Linked DNA regions of Sus scrofa: regions 2 and 3 are each linked to region 1. A link is a contact called in public Hi-C data. All regions are on one chromosome and are shown on one strand. Each heading gives the region's core, a stretch centred on a gene start, on an enhancer-like site or on the middle of the called end of the contact. The rest is flanking DNA. Distances are from core to core; before and after follow the strand shown. Region 1 holds the start of IZUMO2 (izumo sperm-egg fusion protein 2). Region 2 holds the start of SIGLEC11 (sialic acid-binding Ig-like lectin 11). Region 3 overlaps MYH14 (myosin-14).

Region 1 (5,167 bases), core at 1,038-3,537:
CACTTTAAGTAATTCTCTCCTTTAGCCCCCAGTTAATTGATCGCAGCTAATTCAAGGCACATGACACCTATTAGGCACCAATTGTGTGCTTGGCCAGAGAGAGGGAGGGGGGAGAATTTCGCTTGGGTGTAAGCACCCCCTGGTGGTCTACTCACCCAGTTCCACCTTAAATGATTCTGCCCTTTAATCAGTTAATTTATGTTAATTTATCACAGCTAATTCAATTCACATGACACCTATTATGCACGAACTGCTCACATCCAGGTGAAATTATCTCCTCTATTGCTGGCCCAGCGCACAGATAGTGAGTAATAGGTATCATTCGAATTGAATTAAGTGTGATAGATTAACCGGGGGCTAAAGAGGAGAATCACTTAAGGTGTAATGGGAAGATTAGACCACAAGGGGGTGCTCACACCCAGCGAAATTCTTCTTAAAAAATATTTTTGCAAATCTCTAATTTCTAGTTTAATAGAATATAACTGGATTTTCATACCGGCTTCTGCATTCATTCTGCCATACAGTGTTTTGTTTGATGAGAATCTGGTCTCACTCAGATAAGATTTGGGAGGAGATTGGGAAGCAGAGGTGTATTGCAATGTCTTCCTCCGATAATTGTGGATGTGCTTTACTATCACACCAAAATTTGACGAAGTTTAAAGGCCCTTTCAGTTTGGAACCTGAAACCTTGCCCATGAACTTTTCATGTACTTAAATACAATTAAGTTTGTATTGCACTTTGAATGGCTCTTTCGCCCATAGGTGTCATGTGCATTGAATTACCTGGGACCAATTAACTGGGGGCCAAGTGCCTAATAAGTGTCATGTGCGTTGAATTCGCTGGGATCACTTAACTGGGGGCTATAGGGGAGAATCACTTAAAGTGATTTTGTCACATCACGTATTGCTCACTTGCAAAATAATAGTTAACTGAGTTATGCAGGTTTTTCAGATGGTGGTATGTTTCCTTGCACAGCGTTTGGGAAGCTCTTGGTTCGGTCCCATGTTCAGGAGCTCATGCTGGTAGATAATGGCTCAAATGAGGCTTGTGAAGTCCCCCGATTGAAATTCTCTCCTCTATTTGTGGCCTAGCATGCAGTTGGTGCCTAGTAGGTGTCATGTGCATTGAATTCGCTGGGATAAAATTAACTGGGGGCTTTGGTTGAGAATCACTTAAGGTGTCATGGGCTGATTAGACCACAAGACGGTGATCACACCCAAGCGAAATTCTCTCCTGTTTCTCTCCTGCCAAGCACAGGGATGAGGCCTAATGGGGATCATTTGAAGTGAATCAGATGTGATTAAATTCAATGAGGTTAATGGGGAGAAAGACTCAGGGAGCACCCCATGACACCTTAAGTGATTCTCCCCTTTATACCCCAATTAATTTAATCACATCTGATTCACTTCAAGTGATACCTATTAAGCATCATTATGTGCGAGGCCAGCGATGTTCAATTTAAATATAATTCAAACCCCCTAAGTAATCAGATTTCTGCTGGCCACATGAAAAAGGTAAAAATGGACAGTGACATTAATTATATTCTATTTAACTCAATACAGCAAAATAGTATCACTTCAAAGTGCAACTAATATAAAAAAAGTTTTTTACCTTTTATTACACTGAACCTTTAAAATGATCTTAGGACAGCACAGGTCAATTCCGACACTGATTTTTTCATTAATGACACTTTCTCTCTTTTTAGATTTCATACCTTTTACAGCTGAAGTAGTAGATTCACATACTTCAGTTCTTCCAAACATGTTTAAGGCAGTCTCAATAACTGAATTGAGAATCCATTTTTTGCAATCTACGTTTAAATCCATTACAGCCCAATACAATTTAAAGTTCAGATTTCGGTTTTTGTTTTGGGGTTTTTTGTTTTACAGTTTACAGTTCGGATTTCGGTTTTTGTTTTGGGGTTTTTCGTTTGTGGGTTTTTTGTTTATTTGTTTGTTTGTTGGCCGTGCTCATGGCATGCAGAAGTTCCCAGGCCAGGGATCAAATCCCATTCACAGCAGTGACAGTGAGAAATCCTAAACTGTTGGGACACCAGGGAACACCACTGCACCCTTGGGATAAGGTAGGTATATTTTTATCCTCATTTTAGGGAGGAGGAAACAGACAGAAATGGAAAATGACTTTTTTCCAAATATTGATTTATTTATTTGCTTTTTAGGACAGCACCTGAGGCATATGAAGTTCCCAGGTTAGGGGTCCGACTGGCTGCAGTGTGGGTCTAAGCCACACTACAGCTCAGGGCAACCGCTGGATCCCCTTACCCACTGAGCAGGGCCAGAGATCGAACCCGCATGCTCATGGATACTGGTTGGGTTTGTAACCTTCTGAGCCAAAACTAGAACGCCCTCAAATATTTATTGACTGTTGTATGTCAGATTCCTTCCTAGGGGTTGGGGCCATAATAAATACTTGCCTCAGTGATCCATCACGGGCCTAGAACAGGGACTGGCCGGTAAGAGGTGCTCAGTAAATATATGTTGAACTAATGAATGTAAGTGGTGAAAACAGCAGGGATTTTTGTGGTTTTCTCAGCTCTAACCCCAGCTCCTGGAACAGCACCTGGCACACAGTAGGTGCTCAATACGCATATGTTGAAAAAAATGACCGTAAACGCGAAGAAGCCTGGGCAGAGGCCTCTGTTTTTCGAGACTCTCTCCTTCGCTCCCAGTCCCGTGCCTGGCACATAGTAGGTGCTCTGCAAGCACGCGCCTGCGCACGCGAGCGTTTCTCCTTGGGCCTCCCTGACTCCGCCCCTGCCTGGGGGAGGAGCCTGCCGGGTTCTCTCTGTGACGTCACAAAGGCCTCCGCCATGCCTCCGGCCTTGGCCCTTCTGCTGCTCCTGGGCCTGAGCGCCCGCCGAGGCTGGGGCTGCCTGCAGTGTGACCTCTCGGTGCTGGAGGCCCTGAGCCAGCTGCGTGTCGCTCTCATCCCCAGCCGCTTCCAAGTACAGCAGCTGCGGGCCCGCGCTCAGGCCCTGCTGCTGGGCATGGAGGGGCCCTTCTTCCGAGACTACGCGCTGAATGCCTTTGTGGGGAGAGTGGGTGCGTACTGAGGGGGGTGGTGCCCAGTCCGGGGGCGGGGGCGGGGGCGGGGGTGGGGGGCAAAGAGACCAGCCGGGTAGCCTCGGGCGGGGGAGATGATGGCTCTGGGGGCTCCGCCCCCAAGAGGGGAAGGGCGGGGCCCGTCCCGGAGGGAGATGGAGGGACCCACTGGAATTTCCTCCCTTCTCGCCCCAGGGATAGAACAGCTGGACCTTGTGGCGTCCTTTATCAAGAATCAAACAAACAGCTTAAAGGTTAATTCTCTGAGAGGTAGGAGCTAAGTGGGAAAGCCTTTTCCCAGCCCCCTTCCGCCGCCTCCTTTTCCACCTGTGCACCATGCCTTCTCGTCATATAAAAATAAAAGCAAACACGCGTATAGCCTTTAGTGTGTGTCTGGCAGGGTTCTAGAAGAGTCTAGGACAGTTCATCAAGGGAGGCCCTATGGTGATCTGCCGTTTATAGAGGGGGAGGCTGAGGCTAAGACAGGCGGCGTGCTCCAAAGTCGCACAGCTGGGAACTACAGAGCTGAGGATTTCGAACCTGAGACAGCAGTGGGCAGTAGCGGGCCCTGAGGACCGCGGTAGGGGAGGGATCTAAGCTCCGTAAACCCCACCTTGAGGGATTGAGCAGGGAGGAGCAGAGCGGTCCTAAAAAGCAAAAAATGTATCTTATGAAATGTGTGTGCGTTTGTATAAAGTGAGCCCTAGGAGCTCCCTGGTGGCTCGGTGGGTTAAGGACCTGGCCTTGTCACTACTGTGGTGAGGGCCCTTACTCTGGTGAGGGTTCAATCCCTGACCCGGAGGGGATTCTGTCTCCAGCCCCTCCCCCAGAGGTCAAGTCGCTCCCATGTGGCCTTGAATGTGGCCATAAAAAAAAAGAAGAGCCCTAAAAGAGGGGTGGGGAGGGGGTGAAATCAGTATACTGACGTCTGCTGACCTAGGAGAAGGGGACTGAAGGTGCTATGTGCTTGTCTTCCCTGTGCTTAGCAAACGGCGATCGTTTTTTATTTCTTTTCCTTCCCTCCCCCCCACCCCGTTTTAATACCGAACACATAATACACATAATAGTCATATAATTGGGGGAAATACTCATTTTAATTATATTAAAAATTAAATTTATCCCATTTTTAAGAATTGCTCTTATTGGAGTTCCCGTCGTGGCGCAGCGGTTAACGAATCCGACTAGGAACCATGAGGTTGCAGGTTCGATCCCTGACCTTGCTCAGTGAGTTAAGGATCCGGCGTTGCTGTGAACTGTGATGTAGGTGACAGACGCGGTTTGGATGCCGCATTGCTGTGTCTCTGGCATAGGCCGGCGGCTACAGCTCGGATTCAATACCCTAGCCTGGGAACCTCCATATGCCCAGGGCCGGGGGGGGGAAACACCTCCCCCCCAAAAAAATGGGAAAAAAAAAAAAAAAAGAAAACACTGCATGCTAAGGAGGGGGCTACTGAATATTTTAAAATCGTGGCGATAGCCACACAGCTCTGTGAATAGTCTAAAAGCCGTCGAATTGTACACTTTTTTTTTTTTTTCTGGCAGCGGCCGCTGAATTGTACATTTTAAATGGGTAAATTATACAGTATGTGAGTTACATGTCAATAAACTGTCCAAAACTAAATGTTTTGACTACTCTCAGGTCTCTTCCTGGAGACTTAAAATTAAACTCCAAAAGTTCTCTTCTCAGCTTGAGGACAAACGGGGAGGTTGGGTTCTCATTTCAGACCTTTGAGAGAGGTATGGAATTACAGTGGAGGCCCCAAGGGTGGGCTGCTCTGGGTTCAAAGCCTGGCTCACCTTCAGCAAGGGGTGTAATAGAAATTTCACATCAATCCCATGGGTTTGTGTCTAACGTTCAGTCCGCGTTCCAATGTCCCCAGTTGTCGCAAGCACGCCCTTCACTGCTGGTTTTCTTTCAATCCTGGGTCTGTTGTGGGATCACGTGGTTGCATTCGGTTGCCTTTTATGACAATGACGTTTCTGAAAAGCCCAGGCCAATGATTTTACCACCTATTATTATATTCTTATGTTATTGGGGGTTGGTTACATAGGCAGAGGGCCCCCAAGTGGCTGCTTGTAGTTATTCTGTCTCCAGCCCCTCCCC
Region 2 (5,167 bases), core at 1,336-3,835, 110 kb after region 1:
TCCCCTCCCCTGGACCCGAGCATCCTCTCCCCCGGGGTGTTTTCCCTCCTCCCAGCTCACTCTGCACAGAGAGATGCAGGGAGCCGTGCACGGATCCCCAAAGATGCTGAGCTCCGCACGTGAATTCACCTTCGTGGCCCGACTCCACCCGGGGCAGCTGCAGGACCCCGGGGTTCCAGGGCTGCGAGGGGCTCAGGGTCCGGCCCCGTCGGGCCCAGCTCAGTGTGGCCGGGGGGGTGCTGTCAACGACGCAGACCAGGCACAGAGATTCCCCTTCCAGGACAGGAAGAGATGAGCCATTCCCCAGGTATTTCAGCTCTGGAGGAAAGAGACAGAGACAGAGGAACTTCTGCATGCTGCAGGCGTGGCCAAAAAGAAGGAGTATGAAAAAGAATGTGTGTATGTGTGTAACTGAGCCCCTGTACTGCACAGCAGAAATTAACACAACATTGTAAAACAGCTATACTTCAATTTAAAGTTTTATAAGTAAGAAGTTCTTTTGTGGCGCTGTGGGTTAAGGATCTAGCATTGTCACTGCAGCGGCAGCTTGGGTTCCTGCTATGGCACAGGTTCGATCCCTGGCCAGAGAATTTCCACATGCAGGGGCGGGGGTCCTCAGCCAAAAAAAAAAAAAAAGGTATCTCTACACCTTGTATCCATGAGGACTCAGATTCCATCCCTGGCCCTGCTCCGTGGGTTAAGGATCAGGCATTGCAGTGAGCTGTGGTGTAGGCCAGCAGCTACAGCTCTGATTGGACCCCTAGCCTGGGAACCTCCATATGCCGTGGGTGTGGCCCTCAAAAGACAAATAAATAAATAAATAAAACAAAATCAGTAAAAAGAATCACACAAACTTCTGTGTTGCGTGTAGTGGCTTCGTCTGAAGTCAGAAGGAAGGGGCTAAAATCAGCTGCTTCAAAGTTGGGGTCATTGATCTAGTTCTTACTTGGGGTGGTGATTCCCCAGCTGTTCATTCTTTTTAGGGGTCACGTCGGAGCTACAGCTGCTACACCACAGCCACAGCAACATCAGATCTGAGCCGCGTCTGCAATCTACACCACAGATAGTTAACCCACTGAGCGAGGCAGGGATGGAACCCGCAACCTCATGGTTCCTAGTCAGATTCGTTTCTGCTGCGCCACGACAGGAACTCCCCAGCTGCGCATTCTGTGGTGTCTCCACATAACTTGCCTATGTGTGACAAATCGTCTTTGCACATAGTGAATCAGGTAAAAATAATCTTGCCTAAGAGTGAATGGGGGCTCTCCTCTCCCTGTGTCCCCAGGGCCCTTGCGTCCTACCTGTGCAATTTCCTCGAGAGATGCCGATGGCCAGGTTCCGGGGAGCATCTAGAGCAGTGAGGAAGGGAGTCAGAGCTGGCTTTCCTCCCCCAACCCCATCCCGGGGGAAGTGCAGAAATAGGAAGCAAAGCAGAACAGGGCCTGCCTCCTCCCCGCCACCCCTCCCAGGCCCCTGGCCTCTGGGCCGCCAGCGCCCATCCCGCCCCCCCGCAGGTGCCCGCCATCCCAGGTCCTGCGCTCACATGACACGTTGAGCTGGAGGGTCCACTCCGTGCTCACACCAGCCCTGGGGAAGGTCACCCGGAAAGTGAGGTCGGTGCCATGGTCCTGGGGGCGGGGGGTGAGCAGGATCTCTGAGGAGTTAGAGGCAGCTGAGGCGTCCGGGGCAGCCCCCATCCAGGAGATGGTGGGGGGCGTGGCCCAGTCACAAGCGCCTGGCAGGGAGCACGTCAGGTGGCTGCCGGAGCCAGATGCCAGGGGCTCCTTGATGTAGATATCAGGGGTCCATGTCAGTGCTGGAGAGGAAAGAGGGAGAGGCCAGATCCCAGAGGGGACCCCCGCGGGGGCCCAACCCTGATCTGTCACTATCCCCCTTAGAGATGAGAGGCAGGGACCACCTCTCGCTCGCCCCCTGCTGTGGTCAGTTCCTGGGGACCACTCTGTACCTGTCACGTTCACAGTGAGCAGACTACGTCTGAAACTGTATTTCACCTCAGCTCCTCTCACCAGCTGAAAATAATAGCTTCCACTGTCCCTCTTCCTGGCGTCTCTGATGCTCAGGGAGCAGTTGTTGGCCCCGGGGTCCCCGGAGAGGTCGAATGGGAATTTCCTCCTCTTTTGTGCGGCCCTGACGGGGTGGTTTGTGGCCACAATGACATCATTTTGGGGTTTCTCCTCTTTCCGCATCCAGTAGCCGTAGGCGGGAGTAGCGTCATTCCAGCCCGTCCAGGGTTAGGAGATGGTGCAGGGCACAAGGACGCATAGACCCTCCGGCACTGTCACAGATTCCTGCACTTGGAGCTGGTACCATGGGTCCCTCTGCGGGGACACTGGGGGCAGGGACACAGAGGCTCAGCTGCAGCCCCAGCCCCCGCCCCAGCCCCGGACCCCCTCTCCCCACCTACCGCTCACCCATGCGCAGCAAGAGCAGCAGCAGCGGCAGCGGCAGCATCTTCACGTCCATGGGGTCAGGACTTCTCAGGACTGTCCACCTTCTGGACCTGCCTGTCTGTCCTAGAAGGAAGCTCCAACAGGAAGCTTCTGGGGGAGAAGGGGCACTGCCTATCTGCAAAAGAGCAAAAGAGGAAGCTCAGAATCGCAGAGGTCTGGAATACATCTCTTCTGACTTCTCCTTTCATGGATGGAGGCATCAGGGCAGGGGGCGGGGGGTGGCGGGGGGAGCCTGCAGGGCTCAGCCTAGGGGGAGGGCAGTGCCGGGAATGGGGCTCTGAAGGCAAACAGGTGAGGAAGGGCGCCAGGTGAGGTGCTGGAGGCAGGGATTCCCTCACTCACTTATTCATTCACTCACTCATTCGTGCGCCAGCAAACATCTCTCTACTCTATGCAGGTGCTGGGGACAGAGGAGGGCCTCCCAACTCCTGCCTTTCCCTGTATGACCCCAAACCCAATGTCCTCCTCAGGCTCCCCAAGGACCCTCAACCCCTTGACCCCGCACCTGTCTTGGGGCCGAGTGTGTGTCCACACAAGGCCCTGGGCTCCACATTAAGAAATTACGGCACAAGGCCCCAGGCTCAGAAGGGCCTGGGGTTTGATGAACTGAGGTTGCCATCTTGAAATTCCCAATAATTTTATCTTTGGATTTGCACTTTGTGAATAAAGTCTAATGGGATAAGGAGGAGGCACCGGGGGAATCAGAACCTTGGATCACACGCAGGTGATCTGGGGATGTCTTGCATCCAGGGACAGGCTCTCTGCCCCACTCCCCCCCGCCCTGTCCCTGCATGCCTCCAGCTGGGTACAGGAAGGGGAGGGGTGTGGTGAGCTGAGAGGTGAGCGCCTGTGAGGGTCTCTACTGCCCACCCCCTACCCCCATCAAGCCCTATGGATTGGATATTAACTAGCAAATAAAAAATACTATGAACAAAATGTGGTCCAGCCACACAATGGAATATTACTCAGCCGTCAACAGGAATGCAGCCCTGACACACACTACAATGTGAGGGCCCTCAAAAGATTACGCCAAGCCAAAGACGCCAGACACAAAAGACTACATAATCCAGGATTCGTCTTTGGGAAGGAAGCAATTCAACCTGCAAGAGGCTCCAATAAAAACGGTGGTCAGGAGTTCCTGTCGTGGCTCAGCAGAAACGAATCTGACTGGCATCCATGAGGATACAGGTTCAATCCCCAGCCTTGCTCAGTAGGTTCAGGATCCAGTGTATTGTGGTGTAGGTCGCAGACAAGGCTCAGATCCTGCATTGCTATGGCTGTAACATAGGCCAGCGGCTACAGCTCCGATTTGACCCCTAGCCTGGGAACCTCCATATGCCATGGGTTTGGCCCTTAAAAAAAAAAAAGGGCACACACAGGCACAAAAACTCCATCCAGGTTTGTGCTCTGTACATGCTGTCACACACATTCTTGCTGAATGTATTAGCTTTGGGTTGCCATAAGATAGCACACACCAGGAGTTCCCGTCGTGGCGCAGTGGTTAACGAATCCGACTAGGAACCATGAGGTCGCGGGTTCAGTCCCTGCCCTTGCTCAGTGGGTTAACGATCCGGTGTTGCCGTGAGCTGTGGTGTAGGTTGCAGACGCGGCTTGGATCCCGCGTTGCTGTGGCTCTGGCGTAGGCCAGTGGCTACAGCTCTGATTCGGCCCCTAGCTTGGGAACCTCCATATGCCGCGGAAGCGGTCCAAGAGATAGCAACAACAACAACAAAAGACAAAAAGACCAAAAAAAAAAAAAAAAAAAAAAGATAGCACACACCAGACAGTTTATTCTTTTTCTTTTTCTTTTTAGGGCCACACCTGTGGCATATGGAAGTTCCCAGGCTAGGGGTCCAATCAGAGCTACATGTGCAAACTATGCCACAGCTTATGGCAACGCCAGAGATCAAACCTGCATCCTCAGGGATACTAGTCAGGTTCTTAACCCACTGAGCCACAATGGGAACTCCTGGACCGTTTAAACAAGACATTTACACTCTCATGGTCCTGGAGGCCAGAAGTCCAAGATCAAGGTGTCAGTTTGGTGAGGGCTTGCTTCCTGGCTTACAGAGGGCTGCCTTCTTGCTGTGTCCTCATGCGGCAGAGACAGAGAGACAGGAAAAAAGAGAGACAGGAAGAGTGGTGTCCCTGTGTCTCTTCCTATTAAGGACACTAATCCCATCATATCAGGGCCCCACCTCTACTCGGTTCCCAGGCTAGGGGTCAAATTGGAGCTGTAGCCGCTGGCCTACACCACAGCCACAGCAATGCACCACAATGCCAGACACACAACCCACTGAGCGAGGTCAGGGAACCCAAATCCTCATGGATACTAGTGGCGTTCCTTACCACTGAGCCACGAGGGGAACTCCCTCCTTCGTAGAGTTTAATCCATTTCCTTTTCACTCTAAGTACCTCATAAAGACTTTCTGAGTCCTTCTAGCAAATCATCAAACCTCAAGGTGGTCTTGGAAGCGCCCCCCCCCCGCCCCCGGAACAGTCTGTTCCCATCCTCAGGCTGTTTTGCCGAAGCCACAATTTCCCTAAGAGGGGGCGACGGAGCCCAGCTGCGGGGGTCGCCCATCCTGGGGACCCGCGCTCGCGTTCTCGGGCGCCCCCTGGTGGACCTGCAGCCGTCCGCTCTCAAAGAGCTCAGAGCGTCTCTTCGGCGGGAAGTTCTGCGGAGGAAAACTGCT
Region 3 (5,167 bases), core at 1,595-4,094, 64 kb before region 1:
GTCTGGGAACGGAGATCCCACATCAAGCTGCTGCACACCGAGGCCCAAAAAAATAAAATAAAAAAATCCTCAAACTGTTATGAGAGCCCATCCACCTGCCACGCCAGCAACAACAAAGCAGCTTAGGAGAGTGGTTGCTAGCGTGCAAGTGGGGAAACAGGTGCTCCTGAAACCCCACTGGAGAATATGGAAACGAGCGCCACCTTCTGGACGGTGACGAGGTGGCTTCAGTACAATTTAAAAAACAGAGTCGGGGTGAGGCTGGGGGCAGGTAGAGCTGAAAGCCAAGAAGTCATGAGGCCGTGATTGTCGGATCTGATGCCAGCTCTCAGGGGTTCATGACCTTCAGCTCTCACGTGCACAGGTGTTTGAAATGTTCCAGAATAAAAAGATAAACACCAAAATTACTCAGCAGTAAAAAGGAAGGCAGCCAGCCACAGAAGAGGACGTCTTAGAGGATTCCACTTGCAGGAAAACATCAGGCGAGGAAAGTCTGTGGACACAGGAGGCAGATCCCTGGCTGCCAGGAGCTGGCGATGGAAACTGGCAAAGGGGTGAAAGTTACCCTCTTTGGCCACTGAAAGTGTTTCTAGAATTGACTGTGGCAATGGCCTGCACAACTCTGTGACAGTACTAAAAGCCACTGATTTGGGGGGGGGGTTGTTTGTTTTAGGGCCACACCTGTGGCATATGGATGTTCCCAGGCTAGGCGTCTGATCGAAGCTGTAGCCACCGGCCTACGCCAGAGCCACAGCAACACAGGATCCGAGCTGGGTCTGCGACCTACACCACAGCTCACGGCAAAACTGGATCTTTGACCCACTGAGTGAGGCCAGGGATCAAACCCACAACCTCATGGTTCTTAGTCAGATTCGTTTCCACTGCGCCACAACAGGAACTCCAAAGCCACTGATTTGTGTATATATACATATATATTTTTTTTTTCTTTTTTTTTTTGGTCTCACTGTGGCATGTGGAATTCCCAGGCCAGAGATGAAACCCATACCACAGCTGTAACCAGAGCCACAGCAGTGACAACGCTGGATCCTTAACCGGCTGAGCCACCAGGGAACTCTGACTTGTACACGTGAATGTTACGGGATATGAATGATATCTCTAAAGCTGTTAAATTTCCTTTCAAGCAGGATAAAACCAAAAGTTGCACCACTCCTGGGACCTGGTATTTTGTGGCTGAGAGTTGATCCTACAGTTCTGTTCATCCATGAGCACAATTACCGATATTCTTGGAACCTTTTTTTGGGGGGAGGCTCATTCCAACAGCGCTGGGATACACCTGCTCTAAGGGTGTGTCTGCAAAGGACAGATTGGTTCCAAGAATCAAAAGTTGGAGTTCCCACTGTGGTGCAGCGGGTTAAGAATCTGACCCCAGTGGCTTGGGCTGCTGCAGGGAGGTTTAGGTTCACTCCCCAACCTGAGGCAGTGGCTTAAAGGATCCAGTGTTGCCCGGGGCATAGATCAAAACGGCTTCTCAGATTCAGTCCCTGGCCCAGGAACTTCCATATGCCATGGGTGCCACTATTAAAAAAAAAAAAATCACAATTCATCTAAGCAGTGACACCTTCCTCAACCACAAAAAAAGACTGAAGTTCACCTATTCCTACAAAAACAGAGTCACTGCCAAAACATACTGTTCAGTGGGAGAGTGACAAAACGCAGCAGCACAGGGTGCTGAGCTAAGAGCTTTTTTTTTTTTTTTTTTTTTTTTGCTTGTTAGGGCCACCTCTGTGGCACATGGAGGCTCCCATATATCAGGGGTCTAATCAGAGCTACAGCCGCTGGCCTACGCCACAGCCATAGCAATGCCAGATCCGAGCCACGTCTGTGACCTACACCACAGCTCACAGTATCGCCAGATCCTGAACCCACTAAAGAGAAACCAGCGATCGAATCCACAACCTCATACAGAGTTCCTAGTCGGATTCATTTCTGCTGCGCCACAACCGGAACTCCTCAGGTGTCTTTTAGTTGGTGCATCTGGGCCGGGGAGGAAGGTCAGGGAGGGTGGGGCCCACGTCAGGGAACTTTTAAATCAGGAGAGAAATACACAACATTTCAATCAAGAGCATGGCTGAACTCATCAGCCCTGGCGCTGGGGAATACCAAAAGGCTTTTTGTCCTTCTAGGGCTGCACTTGCGGCATATGGAGGTTCCCAGGCGAGGGGGTGAATCGAAGCTAGAACTACCGGCCTGCATCACAGCCACAGCAACACAGGATTTGAGCCACATCTGCGATCTACACTGCAGTTCCGGCAATACCAGATCCTGAACCCACTGCATGAGGTCAGGGATGAAACCCACGTCCTCGTGGATACTAGTCAGGTTCTTAACCCCCTGAACCACAATGGGAGCTCCATGGATGTTTTTTCTTAATGTGGGTAAAATGTTTCTGAAAGCACATGCAGGAGGCTTGAAAACCAGGCCTGGGGGTGGGGTGGGGGGGAGCTCGGACTTCAAGCGATGACCTTTGATTGTACTTGGATGACGCCACTGCACGCATACCTCGCTTCAAAATTTTTGTTTCGAGATTGCAAAACTCGGAGCTGCTGTCTGCGCCTAGTACAAGGCAGGGCGGCTGCCGGGAGGGTCACTTGAGGTGACCCGTATCAGGAGGCCAGGCGGGACCTGAGGGGCCCCGGCCCCCACCGGTGGCCTCCATCTGAATTTGTTTGTCAGCTGCCGGGGAGAAGCGCGGGGGATAGGCGGGCGGGGCAGTTATGCAACCGTGGCCGCCGGGAAATCCAGCCGGGGAGGCCCGAGACCCTGTGTCAATTCGCCCGAGGAGGCCAGCCTGCTGGCAGCCTGTGTGGACAGCCGAGCTGGCACTGGTCTCCAGCCCTCCCCGTTGGCAGCTTCCGGACGGACCGGAGGGGAAGGAGACCCGGCCCTGCCCCTGCTTGGCCTGGAAATCCGGGTCTTTCTCCCTGGGTCGGCTGAGAGGAATCTCAGCTCATCTGATGAACTGCCAGGCAGCCGACAGAAAGACTGACATCCCCGCCACGTACACCGCTATGCGTAGAATCCTGTCTCCCTGACCCCAAAGCCACCATGAAGTCCTAACCCCCAGAACCTCTCAGAATGTGACCTGATTTGGGGTCCTGGGTGGGCACAGATGTAATTAGTTCAGAGAAGAGGTTGCCCCGGAGTAGGGTGGCCCCTCATCAAATAGGATGGGAGTTCCCGCTGAGGCGCAAAGGGATCGGTGGCCAGCTGCAGCCTAGGTTGCAAATATGGCTCGAAACTGATTCCTGGCCCAGGAACGCCATATGCTGCGGGCGGCCGGAAAAGAATGAAAACAAAAACAAAAACAGGATGGGCGTCCTACAAAAAGGGGAGGTTTGCTCCCGTCGTGCCTGTAAAGCTGAAGACAGGGATCAGGTGATGCTGCCCCAAGCGGAGAAGACAACCACTGCCAAAACGTGCTGTCTGGCAAGAGAGGTGGGGGCAAAGCAGCATAACACGGGGTGATGGGCTGAGCGCCCCAAGTCCAGACTGACCAGGGCAGACCCAAGGCCAGGGTCAGGTTCTTCCCTGCACCCTTGCTTCAGCCTCTTCTTGGCCTCATCCATCCTCCATCTGCCCAGAGCTGCCCCTCCACTGTTCCCAGCTCTCCCGTGGCTCCCCAGTGCCCTCAGGGCAAAGCCCCAGCCCCTCGGGCTGGCATTTGAGGCCCCACCTGCCTCTGTGGCTCCATCTGCCCACTTCCCTCCGTCATGCCCTAGTTGAATCCATTCAAGAAGTTTTGTTTTTTTTGTGCGTATCTTTTTAGGGCCGCACCACAGCATATGGAGTTCCTAGGTGAGGGATCGAATCAGAGCTCTAGATGTCAGCCTACACCACAGCCACAGCAACGCAGGATCCAAGCCGCATCTGCGACCTACACCACAGCTCACGGCAACGCCAGATCCTTAACCCACTGAACGAGGCCAGGGATTGAACCACATCCTCATGGATGCTAGTCGGGTTCATTAACTGCTGAGCCACGGTGGGAACTCCCATGCGAGAAGTTTCAATGCCTCAAACACACCATGCTTTTCCTTCAGAGCCTTTGCACATGCTGTTCCCCCTGCCTAGAATGCTCTTCCCAACAGCACCAGTGCCCGCCCTCAGCTCTCCAGCCCTTCATGCAAACATCCCCAATTCAGAGTGTCCTTCCTAATCTCCTGTTTGTTTTTTATTGGGGTGAGGGGGGGAGCTGCACCTCCACATGCGGACGTTTCCAGGCCAGGGATCGAGCCAGCACCACAGCAGGGACCAGGGCCACCAGAACTCTCCCTGATCCCCTATTTGAAGGTGACCTTCCCTCCTCCTTCCATTCCCTGCTTTAGTTTTCAAAATGGCCAACAAATGGCCAGGTCCCTGGCCTGTCAGGTCACCTTTGCGGGGGGGGCTGGGGGCTCACTTACAGGTGATCTCTTCGTGGGTGAATCCCAGGACCCTCAGGGACTCCAGCGTCTCCTGGAAGAGCTCGCGCTCCTGGCCCGGAGAGGACGACGGCCCATTGGTCAGGAAGCGGTAGTGGGAGAAGGGCTCCAGGAGGAGGTCGGCTGTGGGTGAAACGGGTGGAGGCCAAGGTCAAGAGCGTGCTGTAGAGCCTGACTCACATCCTGGCTTCCTCGATGGCCACCCCGAGGTGAGCATCACTCCCCCACGAGGAACCTCGGTCTCCTCCTCTGTCAAATGAGCGGGGAGCCTTTTTTCCTGGCTTTGATGCGAGGGGCTGGGCGTGAAGTGGGGCCTCGGCAGGTATTAGTCCTTCCCTCTGCCCTCCTTCCTAGTGACCTCAGGTCACCAAATTGCCCAGAGCAGGCAGGAGCTGCCTGTCGGCAGAAGCAACAGGGCTGTGGGTGCCCGAGGTAGCAGAAGCTGTTGGGAGCGGGAAGCTGGGTGTGAAGGGGCCAGGAGGTGGCCCAGGGACAGGGTGGAGGGATCCAGGATGAGAGGGAGCCGCAGGGCAGCGGGGCCAGCAGGAAAAAAGAGGGCCTTGGGGGCATTTCCACAGCCAGAGGGCAGGAGGAGCGCAGAGCAGGAGACACAAGGAATCCCAGGCAGGAGGCGTGAGGCAGCAGTGCCCGGAGGGCACGCAAACCACAATCATCAGGCACCACGAGGCGGCAAGGCTGCAGTTGTCACGACACACATTGGAGCA

Evidence for each region. A called contact is a pair of places that touch in the nucleus more often than the background predicts.
Region 2: a Hi-C map of embryonic fibroblasts shows a contact between it and region 1, with 5 times the contacts expected there. The contact joins the promoter of SIGLEC11 here to the promoter of IZUMO2 in region 1. A contact is called at or near these places in 1 of 5 promoter capture datasets (liver), 23 of 47 Hi-C or Micro-C datasets (adipose tissue, alveolar macrophages, blood and 13 more) and 1 of 2 datasets of contacts at active chromatin or transcription factors (alveolar macrophages).
Region 3: a contact with region 1 is called in a Hi-C map of skeletal muscle, with 3 times the contacts expected there. The contact joins the enhancer-like site here to the promoter of IZUMO2 in region 1. A contact is called at or near these places in 11 of 47 Hi-C or Micro-C datasets (brain, embryonic fibroblasts, heart right ventricle and 2 more) and 1 of 2 datasets of contacts at active chromatin or transcription factors (skeletal muscle).

What each region holds. Positions count from the first base shown.
Region 1 is chr6:55,067,057-55,072,223 of Sscrofa11.1, reverse strand. It overlaps IZUMO2 (izumo sperm-egg fusion protein 2), which reads left to right and starts at 2,287. Exons shown (of 6, transcript XM_021094780.1): 1 at 2,287-3,063; 2 at 3,259-3,333. The coding sequence starts at 2,508.
Region 2 is chr6:54,961,426-54,966,592 of Sscrofa11.1, reverse strand. It overlaps SIGLEC11 (sialic acid-binding Ig-like lectin 11), which reads right to left and starts at 2,585. Exons shown (of 10, transcript XM_013998680.2): 1 at 2,433-2,585; 2 at 1,544-2,350; 3 at 1,302-1,349; 4 at 61-318. The coding sequence starts at 2,207.
Region 3 is chr6:55,131,983-55,137,149 of Sscrofa11.1, reverse strand. MYH14 (myosin-14) reads right to left here. Exons shown (of 42, transcript XM_021094783.1): 10 at 4,425-4,565. Among named protein-coding and RNA genes, the nearest start is that of MYH14, 37 kb to the right of the region's middle. Within about 2 kb of position 2,844, at least 21 of the 83 cell types and tissues checked have an H3K27ac peak or open chromatin away from gene starts, as enhancers often do. A contact at or near this core is called in liver and skeletal muscle, where this site is marked.